Linked DNA regions of Sus scrofa: region 2 is linked to region 1. The links are chromatin contacts, called in public Hi-C maps. All regions are on one chromosome and are shown on one strand. Each heading gives the region's core, a stretch centred on a gene start, on an enhancer-like site or on the middle of the called end of the contact. The rest is flanking DNA. Distances are from core to core; before and after follow the strand shown.

Evidence for each region. A called contact is a pair of places that touch in the nucleus more often than the background predicts.
Region 2: a contact with region 1 is called in a Hi-C map of liver, with 1.6 times the contacts expected there. The contact joins two enhancer-like sites. A contact is called at or near these places in 3 of 47 Hi-C or Micro-C datasets (liver and skeletal muscle).

Annotation. Positions count from the first base shown.
Region 1 is chr9:77,992,077-77,999,634 of Sscrofa11.1, reverse strand. All of the region lies in intron 2 of UMAD1 (UBAP1-MVB12-associated (UMA)-domain containing protein 1), which reads right to left. Among named protein-coding and RNA genes, the nearest start is that of UMAD1, 81 kb to the right of the region's middle. Within about 2 kb of position 3,819, at least 8 of the 83 cell types and tissues checked have an H3K27ac peak or open chromatin away from gene starts, as enhancers often do. A contact at or near this core is called in liver, where this site is marked.
Region 2 is chr9:78,430,733-78,438,310 of Sscrofa11.1, reverse strand. All of the region lies in intron 6 of ICA1 (islet cell autoantigen 1), which reads left to right. Among named protein-coding and RNA genes, the nearest start is that of ICA1, 81 kb to the left of the region's middle. Within about 2 kb of position 2,495, at least 24 of the 83 cell types and tissues checked have an H3K27ac peak or open chromatin away from gene starts, as enhancers often do. A contact at or near this core is called in liver, where this site is marked.

The DNA.
Region 1 (7,558 bases), core at 2,570-5,069:
ATGGAACATGCTGGAGGATAACCTAAGAAAAAAAATGGATATGTATATGTATGACTGGGTCACTTTGCTATATAGCAAAACATTGTAAATCAACTATAACAAAAAAATAGTTTTATAAAGAAAATTAAATAGAAGTAGGGCCTAGATAGTAATTAAAACATAGTGAAAAAAAGACGTTACTAAAAAAATTACATATTACATAGAAAGAGGCCATTACCATGTAGACTTTCAACACACCAATAAAAGTTTGCTGAGCATCTATTATGCACAAGGTCCTGTACACACAATGGAGGTGGCTCACAACAAAAATGGTTTAACAGACAGCATTTTATCACTATAGTAAGTTTTAAAAGGAAGTTGGTAAGAAAGATTTCTTCATTAAAACTATAATTATAAAGTAGTTAATTATATTACATTAAAATTCAAATATTTTATTTAGGAGTAGAGAAATAACTTTATTTTAATGTTTTACAAAGAGGTCATTTTTTTAATAAATTGATTCGATGCTTATATTTAGTAGTCTTGCTTTCAGAAGAAGAAGAAATGCATGTTTTGCTTAGTCCTTGTCAGATCAGTGGTAATTAACTGAAAAACCCAAAACTAATTTTCAGCAAGCCAATGGTTTCATATTTATTCAAGTTAATGTTGGCTCAATAAGCACAGAGGATCTGAACTGTCATTCTAATTGTGTTTTAATTCACTGCATTAAAAATCTGCTTAAAAAAAAAACAACAAAAACAACAAGCTCTTACTTTATTTCGTCCTTGTACTTAGAAGGAATTGGAGTTCTCCTTATAAGTTCAACACCTGGGGAAACTTCATTAAGCACTATTCCCTGAAATTACCACTTCATGGTGCAAAATAGGGGCTTTATAACCTGAAGAAGTTAATGTAACGTGCACCACTGCTCAGGGACTCACAGTGAAACTGGGAAACACGGCATGCTATTAGCGTAATTAATGTTCTCATCAAACGAATGGAATGAAGGAAAAAAAAGCCTAAAAGTCAGGGTTTAAAGGATTTAGAAAAACAATGAATTCCTGATTTCATTAGCAGCTGAGAAAGACTTATAACTAATTTCTGCTCTCAAACTGTCTTTAATTCTGGTAGTTACAAGTTAAGATATAAATGGATGCTGGCAAAAGGGCCAAAGATACTAAAATAATTAGGAAATCTGTTGACTGCTATATGTAGTAAACTATAAAAAGCATTATGACACTTAAGGATGGAAAGGGTGACGCAGAAGACAGATTACATGAGTATATAGTGTTATAAAATGTTAAGAAAAGTATGTCCTACTCAAACTTGTTTGCCAAATTTCCAAGTCTAGAATTCAAGATTTCTACAATAAAGGCAATACCAACTTAAAATTTTAAATAAATTAAGACAAACAAAATATTATTCTAAGCTGTGGATAGAAAACATTAATCTTTAATCTTATAAGAGATGGTGGAAGTTCCCACTGTGGCACAAGGGGATTGGCGGCGTCTCTGCAGTGCCAGAAAAAAGCTTTGACCCCCGGCCTGGCATGGGGGGTTGAAGGATCCACTGTTGCCGCAGCTGTGGTGTAGGTTGCAACTGTGGCTCAGATCTGATCCTTGGCCGGGGAACTCTGTATGCCATCAGGCAGCAAAAAAAAAGGGAGGGGGTGTAAAACTAATTTTATAATATTTTGAAGGAGGATATGGGCGATTTTTATGGATTGTATGGCCTTAAATGTAGTCTTGCACATATATTTGGGTAGGGAATAGAGAACTTTTAAAGGTTGTTATTATAAAGAATAGATATGAATTCTCACAAAACATCCTTTGAGGTGAACACACACAAAAAAATATGGATTTGGAGCAAATACTAGAATTCTTTGCTTTCTATTAAAAGCTGCTACTGACCAGTTTTCAAATGATAAGTATTAGCCCACTGCTCAGAATTTCAAATTTGCCTCATGCCTTGAAAGTAGGATCAATTCCAGGATTTCAAGAATTTTTAGCAATTAAGGGGGGAGAGGTTTGCAATATAATAATCAGATGCAAACAGCCTTGACTAAGGTGCCTTCCTGTTTTCCCCACTGACAGAGGAACTGTAAAGTTTACTCAGTCTTCTCTTCAGTCCAGGCCTGGCTAACTTCCATAGTCCTCTTTGCGTAGACAAATATGTAGAATCTGAACATCCTCAAGTTTCTCCAACCAATCAATGACAAGTTGGATCACTTCTTTTACTCTTCATGAATTTATCATCAATCCAAACTGGCAATTTTATTTTATTTTATTATTTTTTTAATTACTCAAATGAATTTATCACATCTGTAGTTGTATAATGATCGTAACAATCTGATTTCACAGGATTTCCATCCCACAGCCCAAGCACATCCCCCCACCCCCCAAACTGTCTCCTCCAGAGACCATAAGTTTTTCAAACTGGCAATTTTAAAATCCTATAATTTCTCTGAAGATCATGAAATATCTTGATTAGTACGGACGCACAGTTTTCATTTTTTTACATTTAAATTTTAAGAAATACTAAGTGCTTTTGATCCTAATGTAAATATCCAGATTTTCCAAAGGTATTGCTTGACTTGCTATGTCATGCGGAACACCAATTAGCTTCCTTGACAAAACTGATTGAGAAAAATTTAAGTTTCAAAAACATTTCTGTTTTTAGACAGCAAAGAGGCCAAGGTTAAACCATATCATACAAGAGTAAATAATTACTTCAAAGAAATACTTGTTGAGCTACAGATGCTTCCCACAAAGAACTGTCTCTCTCGGGTTTTTTTTTTTTGTTTTTTGTTTTTGGTTGTTTTTGTTTGTTTGTTTGTTTTTAAGTACTGCATGAAAAGGCAGGTGTTAGGAATGAGGAAAAATGCCAGATCTCACAAGAAGTCATAAGAACTTACTGACAAAACAGTGAATGTCACAAGGACCAGGAAAGGTAATGAGAGTGAGATATAAATTGACCAAGATTAAACCTCAAATGCCTGCTGAGACAGGAGTTCATTAATAAGTATTTATATGGTCTCATCTGTGGTACGTCAGATTAAAAATATTTTAATAAACTATGCTGACTTCCTACTTTAAAAATACATTAATTGACGCTATTTAAGGAGTACCTATGGAACAATGACATAACACTTCACTGATTTTAAAAGCATATACAGCAGAAATTAATACATTATAAATCAGCCATACTTCAATAAAATAAAATTTTTTAAGTTTATAATTTGTTCAAATATTGTACCTGAATAATGGTGCTGAGAAGTAAAATTAAACCTTTTTCCCTAAAATTCCTGCCAGTTCTTTAAGGAATCCAAACAAGGTTTCATTCCCTACAACCTGTCTCCTTTTTATTTCCTTTCCTATTCTCCACTTCACCTGGGAATGCTGACCCTAAAGCCAATGGCTTAACCGTCAGCAGCTATCATCTAATTTCAAATACAGTCTTGTCAAGGCAACTGCACACAGCAGGTGTACAAGAAACACTGGAATTTTACCATTTAGGTATCCCAAAGTGGACAATGGCCAGCAATTCTGGCCTGTAGAAAATAAGAAAGCAGGAAAAACACAGAAATACCTATGTGTTTTGTTGCTAAATAGCCACAGCCCCTAAAAAGGGCAAATTATTGGTAAAGCCAAAGCAAGGAAACTTTCTTGAGGGAGAGCATTTGGTTACATAACCATAAACTATGGCATATTTGGTTATAAGGACAAATAAAGTTCACTGATATTCATTGTTTAGTGGAAGTTTTTATACAGCCATATTGTTGTGCAATGCTTTAACACTGACATAACAACCTAGTGTCAACTGACCTTGAACAACAGTCTATTAAATATTAGCAGGTCCTGCTTGAACCAGTGGTTAAGCATCAAATATAACGCTGAGGTAGCCAACTCAAATAGAGATGATTTAAACTCTACGACTTGATAAACACAGCGATGATTTAGTTTTTGGCATTAAGGGTGCAGGGAGAACAAACTTCTGTTTTGTTTGCTTCATTTTCAAGTTCAGCAAGTCAGATCCCATACTGGAAAAATTTCAATTCTCCCAATGCCTACACTAGACCTTGGTCACTTGTTAAACATCTTTCAGAAACTGGTTTAATTATTTCAATAGCTTACTACTGTTTAACATTCTATAGATGCTTATCAATTCAAAATAAATATAATCCTGTATGTATCAAAATGACATTTTTCTATTAACTTGGCTTTAGAATTCATTATCTCAATTGATAATAAGAAAAACATGTTGTGGTTTTGTTTTGAGGTGACCAATAAGAAAAAGTTTTATTACACTGGGTTTTCCATCACAAAATAATGGCCAAGGTTTCTGGAAGACTTAGTATAAGCAAATGCTGGGCTAAACTTTTGACATGTATTATACCATTTCATCTTTACAACAATCTGATAAATTAGGCAATATTATTCCATTTTACAGATAGGAAAACAGAGGCATAAAGATAGTAAGTAACTCTCCCAGACTGACAACTAATTAATGTTTTGTGAGACAGATCTGGACTCAGGTCTAAAGACCTCCAGAGGCCAAACTCCTGGCCACTAGAAGGACTGTTATCACTGGACTTTCCACTATACTTACCACAGATAACTTGCAGGAAATTATTTGGTCCAGTTGGCCAAAAGGATTCCTCAGGCCTGGCCCCTATCAAGCATGAATTAGCATTCAGTAAAGAAAGCCTAGATTAAACCCCCAGATGAATTCTGTACAGCAAACCTATAGATGCTTACTGAGTGCATGCAAAAGAAATGAGATGCAAAGTCAAGGAAACAAACCTCATTTCAAGAAAAAGAAAACATTCGGGATTAGTTTTTTAAAAGCAAATGTACCAGCCTTATTATTATAGTGTTTCTACATTTTATCCTAAAATTTGGCTCCTATAAAATCATGTCACCTCCCCACATTCCATACTCTTTCTTAAGTTCTATATATAAAAAGACAATATGATAAGCTTCAAGGAGATCAATTCAGCAAAAACTTATAGGTAAACAAAGCAGAAACAATCACTTTCTACTAGATGAAAATATAAGGGTAATTAAAACTTTATAGATCTGAATACATACATTAAAATAATAGTACAACCGTTGGTGTCTCATCAAAAAAACTATCATAAATAAAGTGAATCAAGTAATGCTGAGTATTTCCCATTGATTTTTCTTTTTCATCTTTTCTATGGTGGTGGTTTGTTTTCTGCAGGCTTTTGATCCCACAATGTGATGAAATACGATTTGCTCTGGAGATTAAATAACAGACAACACAAAACAAAGCCCAGATATAAGAACTGAGGGTGCAGTTGGGCAGAAACCCCAGCTTTCTGCTGGAGAGAAGGAGAAATTGTTGTTGAGGGAGCACCATTCCATCCCCGTGCTGGGCCAAGTATTTTATATGAGTTATTGAACCTAAATGTCACAGCAGCCTACTGAGACCATGTCATCATCCTCCTTTCACAGCTGAGCAAACTGAAGCCCAGAGAGGTTCATTAACTCACTACTGTCCCGGTGGTCAAGTAGAGCTGAGGTTCGACTCTAGATGTTTGACTCACTAGACAGTGGGGTTACCTCCCAAATTAACATACAAAAATGACATGCATTTTGTGAACCTAGCTCCTTTCTCTGCAAAAGACGAAAGGACTCTCAAAAAGTAGCTTTAGAGAAGCTGGTGGGCAGAGGTGCAGCCACTGAAGGAAAGGAACGCCCTCATGGAGCCAGGAAGCTGCCATGGCTGGATGAGTAGCAGGGTCTATGGGGAAAACTGAGGCATGGTGACCTCCAGCCACCCCTGCTGTTTTCAGCTTGAATGGAAAGTGGCCTGCTCTGTGGATGGCCACTGGAAGCCAGGCGCCAAGAGTCCTGGACACATTGGTAGAGGATGACATCTGCCTTCTGGATAGTAAACATTTAGAGGATCACAGTGATTCCCATCTTAACACAATGAGGAACAAGGCTATTGCTTCCTCTTTTGCCCTGTCGCTCTATAGGAAGACATTAAGAAAAGGATTATAGGATTCTGGGAACTCTTTAAAAAAAGAATAACGTTTAGAAGAAATACTTATAGGAATCAGATGAGATGAAGACAAACATGATTCGTGAAATGAAAACAAGTAAATGAGGGCTATGATGCACATCAATAAGATCACTTGAAGAGCACTCTAGAATAAAAGAAAGACAACTGGATATTAGAAAGTATTGAGTGAACAGACGTAATCTAAAGAAGCAGAAGTCCTCCACCTAAGGACAACTAGAAACTCAGCAGGTGAAGAAGCATTTAAATCTACCTTCATCAAACCTGGAGATGGAAAAATGGAGCTATAACTAAGGATCCATAGTTTAGCACAAGAGCTAGAACTTAGGAGAAAAACATGGAGCAATCTTAAAACAGAGCTTCAAAACTCCAAAGCAATCAGTGTCAGGAAGTGGATTTGACCAAGAGACATCTTCAAAGACCAAGTTTCTCAAGTCATAGTAAGCAGCATACATCTGGGAACTGAAGAGAGAAAAGACTAACTTCTATCAGGATTTCAGTGCAGCATGAACTACTAGGAATACAGAGAATGCCACTGTAATCAGAGAGCTGTTGTTGCAAGAGAAGGCACTGCAGTCACTGCGAAGGACAATGTTCAAAATACCACCCTCTCTCACTAAATGGCAAAGCACTTTGTAGTAAGGACCACAGTTCCCCCTTTACCAGGAAAAATAAAGATTTTATCAGAGAAAGAAATTCTCCAATCATGGACAGGTAATGAGAGATCCATTCCTAATGACAGCAAAACTTCAGGAACACGACTTCTACGGCAAAAATTCTATGGCAGATAATTTGTGAGTGTCCCCAAGACATCCCAATTTAAGTGAGGCAGCCTTTGGGGAGACTAGGAATAAGACTTTTGGATCAACATAAGCAAAACTGCCTTTGTAGGAATTAGTTCTGCAGAGATTCAAATCTAGAGAAAAGGATGCGGGATCTTTCCTACTGGTTCTTCAAGAAATATATATAACAGGAGTTCCTGTTGTGGCACAGCAGTTTTAGAATTCATCATGGTGTCCGTGAGGGTACAGATTTGATCCCTGGCCTCCTTCAGTAGGTTAAGGGTCCCTTGTTCCTGCAAGCTGTGGCACAGGTCGTAGACGTGGCTCGGATCTGGTGTTGCTGTGCCTGTGGTGTATGTTTCAGCTGCACCTCTGATTTGATTTGACCCCTAGCCTGAAAACTTCCATATGCTGCAGGAATGGCCCTGAATTAAAAAAAAAGGAAAGAAAGAGTGTGTAACAAACTAAAAGTGGCCTTAAAAGTTTGCAGAAGGGAGTTCCCGTCGTGGCGCAGTGGTTAATGAATCTGACTAGGAACCATGAGGTTGCGGGTTCGGTCCCTGCCCTTGCTCAGTGGGTTAAGACCCGGCATTGCCGTGAGCTGTGGTGTAGGTTGCAGACACGGCTCGGATCCAGTGTTGCTGTGGCTCTGGCGTAGGTTGGTGGCTGCAGCTCCGATTGGACCCCTAGCCTGGGAATCTCCATATGCCGCGTGAGCGGCCCAAAGAAATAGCAAAAAAAGACAAAAA
Region 2 (7,578 bases), core at 1,246-3,745, 440 kb before region 1:
GAAAGAGGGGGAAACAAACCCAAGTAGCTGTGAATGCAGTATTACGATAGTGTGTTCTCAGGCTGAAAACATAACTCTAATCAAATATTGAACTTTGGTTAGCAGACCTTTGTTTCTTCAGAAGCTCAGGTTAGCAATTCTGAAATCATTTTTTTGTACATTCTAGGATTGAGCAAATACGTTGTGGATAGTGGGAGTCAGGTTTTGTATTTTGTGAGAAGGAAGTTATAATCAGGGTAAAAGAAAAAAAACAGAATGAACCCTGCAGTATTGGATTGAAATTGGAGCTATAGGTGTGAATTTATGGGTTCTAATACATACATTCACATACATAGACACATACATACACATATACATATGTATGTAACTGGATAGAGAGCTGCATGGATATAATATGTATACATGTGTGGTGCACATGAGTGCACGTGTATATGCACATATTTGTTTGTCTGTGTGCATAAACATTCCCTAGTTCTGTCCTCTGAGGAAGGTCCTCTGTCCTGGAAGCAATTGCATCCCAGTAGCAGTGGGCCTACATAGAGCCAAGATCTTTGTTTCTATATACCCTGTTCTCCATTAAAAGGAATCAGGGCTCTGTGGAGAAATAGCTGAATTCCAAATTGGGGCAGGGAAAGAATTAGAACACCTTGTTATGCCCCAAAGTAAGAATGTGCTTAAAGAATGCAAGGACATTGCAGAATGACAAGGAACTAGCTTTAAGGGACTCCCATAGGACAAATCTGGTATAATTTAATCATTAAAATAAATGACTAATTTAAATAAATAATGTTAGTAAACTTGATGTTCTTGAGTAAAGTAAGGATCCATGAGCTACACTCTTATAAACAAACATGTAAACAGATAAATAAGGAAGAAGGGAAAGCTTTACTAGAAAGCTCGCTAATACATATAGAAGGAATGATGGACTTAGAAAATCCTCTTTTGCCAAGCCATCATAAAAATAATTGACGCAGGAGTTCCTGTCATGGCTCAGGGGTTAACGAACCCAACTAGCATCCATGAGGACATGCGTTCAATCCGTGGCCTCGCTCAGTGGGTTGAAGATCCCGTGTTGCCATGAGCTGGGGTGTAGGTTGCCAACGTGCCTCAGATCCCACATTGCTGTGGCTCTGGCATAGGCTGGTGGCTACAGCTCCGATTAGATACCTAGCCTGGGAACCTCCATGTGCCAGGGAGGGTGGCTAAAAAGGCAATAATAATAATAATAATAACTGATACAGTCAATCAAGAATTATCCATGAATACTAAAACTGAGAGATGAAAGTTTAAGAATAGGATGTTTACATTGTCTCCAAGCATATCCCTTTGGAGAAATTGGAGGAACACCACTCTAACAAAAAGATTAAAGTTAACATTGCTGTGAATGGGACTGACCAACAGTATGTGCCCCCTAACATGTTGCATAGGGAAAATACCAGAACCATGTTTGCAGTGTGCTGCCAGGGGTGCACAACCTTAATCTGGTCATGAGGACACATAGGACCATCCAAAAAGTGGGACATTCTGTGAAACACTAGGTCTGTACAAAGACAGACTCAGGAACCATCAGATTAAAGGAGACTGAAAAACCATGATGACTAAATGCTGTGTGTGATTTTAGATTTTCTTTTGCTATAAAAAATATTGTGACAATGGATAAAACCTCAATAAAGTTTTGTCAGTTAGATAATAATTACCTCAATGTTAATTTCCTGATTTCAATAATTATACTGTTTATCTAAGAGGACTCATTTTTAGGAAATACAAAGTGAAATATTGAGGAAACACAAAAGAACATTATGTCCACAACTGAAACAGTTGAGGAAAAAAATGTATATGTTAATGTGTATTTAGAAAAAGGAAAGACAGTGTCATAAATGTTGACGTTTTGAGAATCTAGGTGAAGTGTATCTAGGAGTACAAAGAGTTCTTGCAGCTTTTCTGGAAGTCTGAAATTATGTTTGATGACTTCATGGTTTGAACTTTAATACATTGCTTTATAATAATATTCAAATCAAGAAATTAAGTTTTGGTACATGGTGAAATGACACTGAAAAAAAGGTGACAGCAGAAGTTTATATTAATTCTACATATAATATGGTATTTATACTGTAACCATTACTGCAGTAGTTAACAATAGTGTGCCGGCATGAATCTTTGCAAATTAAGTGAAACCTGGTCTGTGTCTTTCAGATGTTACGATCTAGGGCTGGCTGATATCCATGATCTTATGCACCAAGATAGTGATTTTAGTCACTCTTGTATAAATTGGGGGTTAGGGAGGGCGGATGGGCAGCTATAATCCTGTTAGATTATTGGAGTTTATTATTATTGGAGCTTACTGGAGTCAGACAGTGGTTCCTCACATCTGCTGACTGCTCTGTAGCTATGGAATAAACAACTCTGATGGCCATTTAGTCATCCTCATACTGGAGTCAGGTCCCTGAGGAATGCCAGTGCAGTAACATTTTAGAAGCTAAATGTTTAACTTTCCAGACTGTCTGTGCAAAACAAAGCAAGGTTCACAGAAGCAAACTTCCTTGTTCAGTAAACACTTCAGCCCAGAAGAATTGAGAGATTGCACATGGAACTGTGAACTTTGCACTGTCAGACTTAGAAACTTCACAAACCAAAAATATTCTGTTGTTGATTCAAAAACCTAAAGTCTAATGATAAACTTAGTGTGGGTAAAACCTTTTAAATGATCGATTTAGTGCCTGCTCTGTCCCCCTACATGTGACTGAGTCAGGTTCAGTTGGTTGGAGCCTGGGAGGAGAAGCACCATGTCTCTGTAAGATTTTCTAAGACCTCTGAAGAAAAGTACTAAATAACCAGTTTTGATAGGTTTTAGGATCCTCCAGGGGGCACCAGAACATTCTACTGTAAGTGATCAATGTAGTTTCGTTAAGTCCAGGAAGGTTTACTATGTTACCTTGTTATAATTGATTCACCTACTGTAACTTTTTCAGTTCCAGTAACACCATTTTTTTTTTTTGGTACATTTGCTTCTCTTTTTCTTTCATACATTTGCTTTCAGAACAGTTATGAGTTTGTGGAATGTTTCTGCCTCTGAGGAGGCGGAGGAAGGAAAGAGATCATCTCTTGGACAAGCCCTTAGAAACTGGAGCCATGTCTCCTCAGGGTAAATATGAAAGCTTTCAGCCCACTCTGAGAGTAAGGATTTTCCAAATGTTCCTAATCTGGCTGGGGCGGGGGTGGGGGTGGGGGGACTTGAGGAAACTGAGAATTCATTCACTTTCTCAGTTTAATGCTGTGTATAAGCCACCCTGTTATTATCATTATTAATAATGAACACAGTGAATGTCAAATAGGCACTTCATGGTAGATTTTTATATGAATTTTATGCACAAGTCAGGGGTTGCCTGGCTACTGCATAATATTACTCAGTTCTGGTCCAGGAGTACAAAATTCCAACAGACCTCCTGAGCCTGTCCCTCCAATTAGTGGCTACCTCATTACGAATAAAGAACCCTCATTACTGTGAGCCTTCAAGTGAAATAGGATCCCCTACCTCTTGAAATCCGCCTTTCTAAGTACAGACAGTTCCCAACTTACAAACAATCCACTTAAGAACCACCAAGGCATTCAGAGGCTGCCTAGCCTCCTGCAGCTGCTGCCCCGGGCCCCCTGTCCAGCCCCCGCCCCGGGCTCCTGATCAGCTCAAGGGAGCTCTGCCCTCCCTCCTGCAGAGCCAGCTGCCCACCTGCCCGCCAGACTGTGTGCTGGGGGTTCAGTGAGGCCTCAGCGCTATCGCTGGTTTTGTAGCTGAGCTCAGCTATGGGGTAAATAGGCTTTTGTGGCCTGACCTGGGAACCGAACCACGATTTAAAAAACAACAACAACAAAAAAAAAAGAAGAAGAAGAAGAAAAAAAAAATCCTGTCTCCATGGGAAAATGTATTGTTCATTCCCAACACGGAGCCAACAAACATTAGATAACTGTGGGAGCTGGCTCCAGGCTCCTAGCACGGGGAGGAGAAGGAAGGGTGGCCACAAGTTCTGGGTTCTGGGGACAACTCTAGCACTAACCCCTCCCTTCCCCCAGTGAGGCCTTGTAAGCCTTTTAACCTCTCTGCAAAACAGTAAAACAATAGGACTGGACTAATGAGCCATAAGCCTCCTTCTAGAGCTCTACCCTTGTTTCATTCATTCGTTCATTCAGTCAGTCACTCACTGGCATTTTACTTAAGGCACCCGCTTTGTGCCAGATTCTGGGCTAAGTGTTAGGAATACAGTCAAATAAGACGGATCCTAGGAACTCAGTGTTTAGCAGGGGAAACAAATGTCTAAGCAAATGCTTGTAACGTAACTATGCTGTGAGATGATCCCTGCATGTTATGAACACTCAGGAGGGTGGCATCTAAATCCATGAAGACCCCCTCAAAGAGGGACTGCCTCCCCTGTTTGCTCCTGCCTTGTCTCTCCTGCTTTAATTCTCTCCTCTGCTCAGTCAACCAAAGCTGGTTTACTGGCAAGCATGGCTTCTTCATCCACTGTTCTAACACTTCAGCTTGGTCCCCTGGCCTCTCCTGGGAGAGTCTTTCCCTCCTCCTCCCAACCCTGAGAGGTGGAATGTTGGGCACGGTCCTGCCAGAACCATAGGCTTGATTCCTATGAGTGCTGCCCTGAATGCTGCCTTCTTCCCTGCCCTGGTGAACCACAGCCTAAAAGGCTCCCTCTCCCCCTCCTCGGAGCCTTTCCTGCCCTGACCTCTTGCATTGCCATCCCTGTGGTAGTCTCACATTTAAAACAAATTCTTCACCCCCAAAATGGTTCTTAAGGCCCAGCACCTCCTGCCTGCCCCCCCACCACCCGCCCGTATTTATAATCCCTGATCTGCTTCTGCTGAACATCCCTGGGAGGCTACACCCTTAACCACACACTCACTATTAAAAATAGTACCAAGGAAGGTGATTCCAAAAGGTGATATAATATGGTGGTTTGGGTTAGAATCTTGACTCTGTGCCTTGGTATCTGACATTATGAAATTATGTCATCATGAAAGTTCCTGAGCAAGGAAGTAACTGTGGTAAAAGTATTTGGAGGGGAAGATTACTTTGGTAGCTCTGTGTAGGCTGCTACACGAATGAAAAGGAAGAAATAGATGAGAGGTTTCCAGGGTAGAACTGACGAGACTTAGAAACCAAATAAACATGTCACTGTGTGTTATGAAATCGTGACAACCTTTTTTATACTCTCTTATACCTGAATATCTGTTATTTAGAAATATTAGAAGAGTTAGGCATTCTATTTATGTTGTACCTATGACAACAGTTTGATAATTAAAACAGGAAATGATGCCTCAAAAACTTTTCTTTTCATATAAATAACAAACCCTCCCAGGAAAGTTTTAGACAATAGTCATCCGATCCCAATTCCGTCAGGTTCCATTAGGATGTCTAAAATATAAGAAACTGCCTGGCAGCGTGATGAGGGATGCAGTTTCCAACCTGACTCTCCTAGGTTCTATCTGGGGCCCCACCACTTAATAGCAGTATAATCTTGGGCAGGTCTCTTAATTTCTAGTGCCTCAGTGTCTTTATCTGAAAATGGGGAAAATACTATTAATTGTATTAATCTCATAAGATTCTTATGAGGATTAAATCTATAATATTTGTATATATTGGCAAAGAACTTAGAATCCAGTCCATATTGAGCATGACACAAGCATTCATCATTGCCTGCTTTTAAGTATTCTTAAAATAAAAGAAATACAAAAAAAACCCCGCAGAACCCATATGTTATATTAAGGCATTGAGTGGCTTGTCATTTGAGAGATGGAGAGAGGATTACTGAAATAATAACTCAATTCTAACTGCTTGTCTTGTTTCCCCAGTCACATGTTGAGGTAAGAGAGCCCATCAAACTGAATGCCTTATGTCTAGAGTGAATTGATGTCACTTCCCCCGACCCACCCCTTTTCCTCACCTTCTTGTTTTTTGTTGACATAGGCTTGAAATATTAACTTCAGGTTTGACTTCTCCCTTTCCCTGTTAGACACATTTATTTGGTTTCAAAGTCTCATCATTTCCAGAAATCTCTCTCTCATCCATTCCCCCCATCTCCATTCTTGCAGCAGCCTCCGCAGTAGTGGCAAAGTAATCTTCCCAAACACCCTCTCGATGGTGTGGTCACTTGGCTGATCAGGACTTTCAGCAGCTCCTTTGCTTAAGAAGCAGAGCCCTCAGCCTGTCATGAGGGACCCATCGCTGAACAAATCCATCCCATTTTCCATCCCTATTTCCAATACTCATCTTCCCAACAGCCTGTTTTCCAGGCTGACCACATGCATGGTGTGTCTGGTGTGGTCCCCTTTAAATCTGTTGTCCCACCTTAACTATGAATGATGTCCCCTTTCACTTGCAAAATCCCCTATTTGGACGGTAAATTATGTGGTCACCCTATTGCTATCCCCTTAGCCAAACTAAGTATCCCATAATTCCCTGCCTCCTCCCCCTACTCCTTTCATCTGGAATGTCCTTCCCTTGACCTGTGCTTACCCAAAAGCTTCTTTTTTAAAAACCAACTTATATGTGCTTTGTTTACTTTTTAATCTCCCAGGGCATTTTGCACCCACTCTCTTGCCACCTAACACTTTCTACTTTGTATCATGATTTTTCGTATGATAGTGTAACTTTGCTTCCAGCCTGAAGTTCTTGAAGAAAGAAGCCATGTCTGATTAGCACAGAATTTTCTACAACATTGAACACAGGGTTTTCCATGCTTGGAAGAATAACAAACTCTAGTTCCCAAGTGCTTACAATGCTCCAAGCACTGTATGTTTGATGTCCCTACACTGCAGATCCCATCTTGGACATTTCCTCATTTAATCCCTACAGTAGGCCTGAAAGGTACCATGTCTCTGTTTACTAATTTGGAAATTGAGGCTACGGTTAAATGACCTTGTTCCAGGTCACAGAGACAGTAAGTCTAAGTGCAAATATTTGAACCCAGATTTTTCTGACTTCAAAGAGTATGCTATTAACCTTTCCACTCCAGGAGGCTGGTTCTCAAACTTTAGCATGAACGCAATCAATCACTTGGAAAACTCGTTAAAACATATGGCTGAGCCCCATCTTGCTTTCTGATTCAGTAGGTCTGGGTAGGACCCAAGCCTTGCAGGACATTTGGGTCTGTCCAAAATCTCTATTGAGACATTTGGTCCATGCCAAAAGGTCCTTGATATTAGTTCCTGTCCAAAATATCCAGTGAGACTTTTGAGCCATGATTCATTAAATAATACAAATATTTAACTTTCTTAAAATGGCACTTAACATTATTTTTATTGTAATTCATGATCAATTTTGGACTTCATATTTATTCTTATTCTTCCTTGTCATGAAGTTTAGTATGGTTACTTTTCTTTAAAATATATTTTGTTGAAGTATAGTTGATTTACAGTGTTATTTTAATTTCTGCTATACATATATACACAGCACAGTGATTCAGTTTTATGCATTCTTTTTCATATTCTTTTCCATTACGGTTTATCACAGGATATCAAATATTGCTCCCTGTGCTATACAGTAGGACTTTGTTGTTTATCCACTCGCTATAT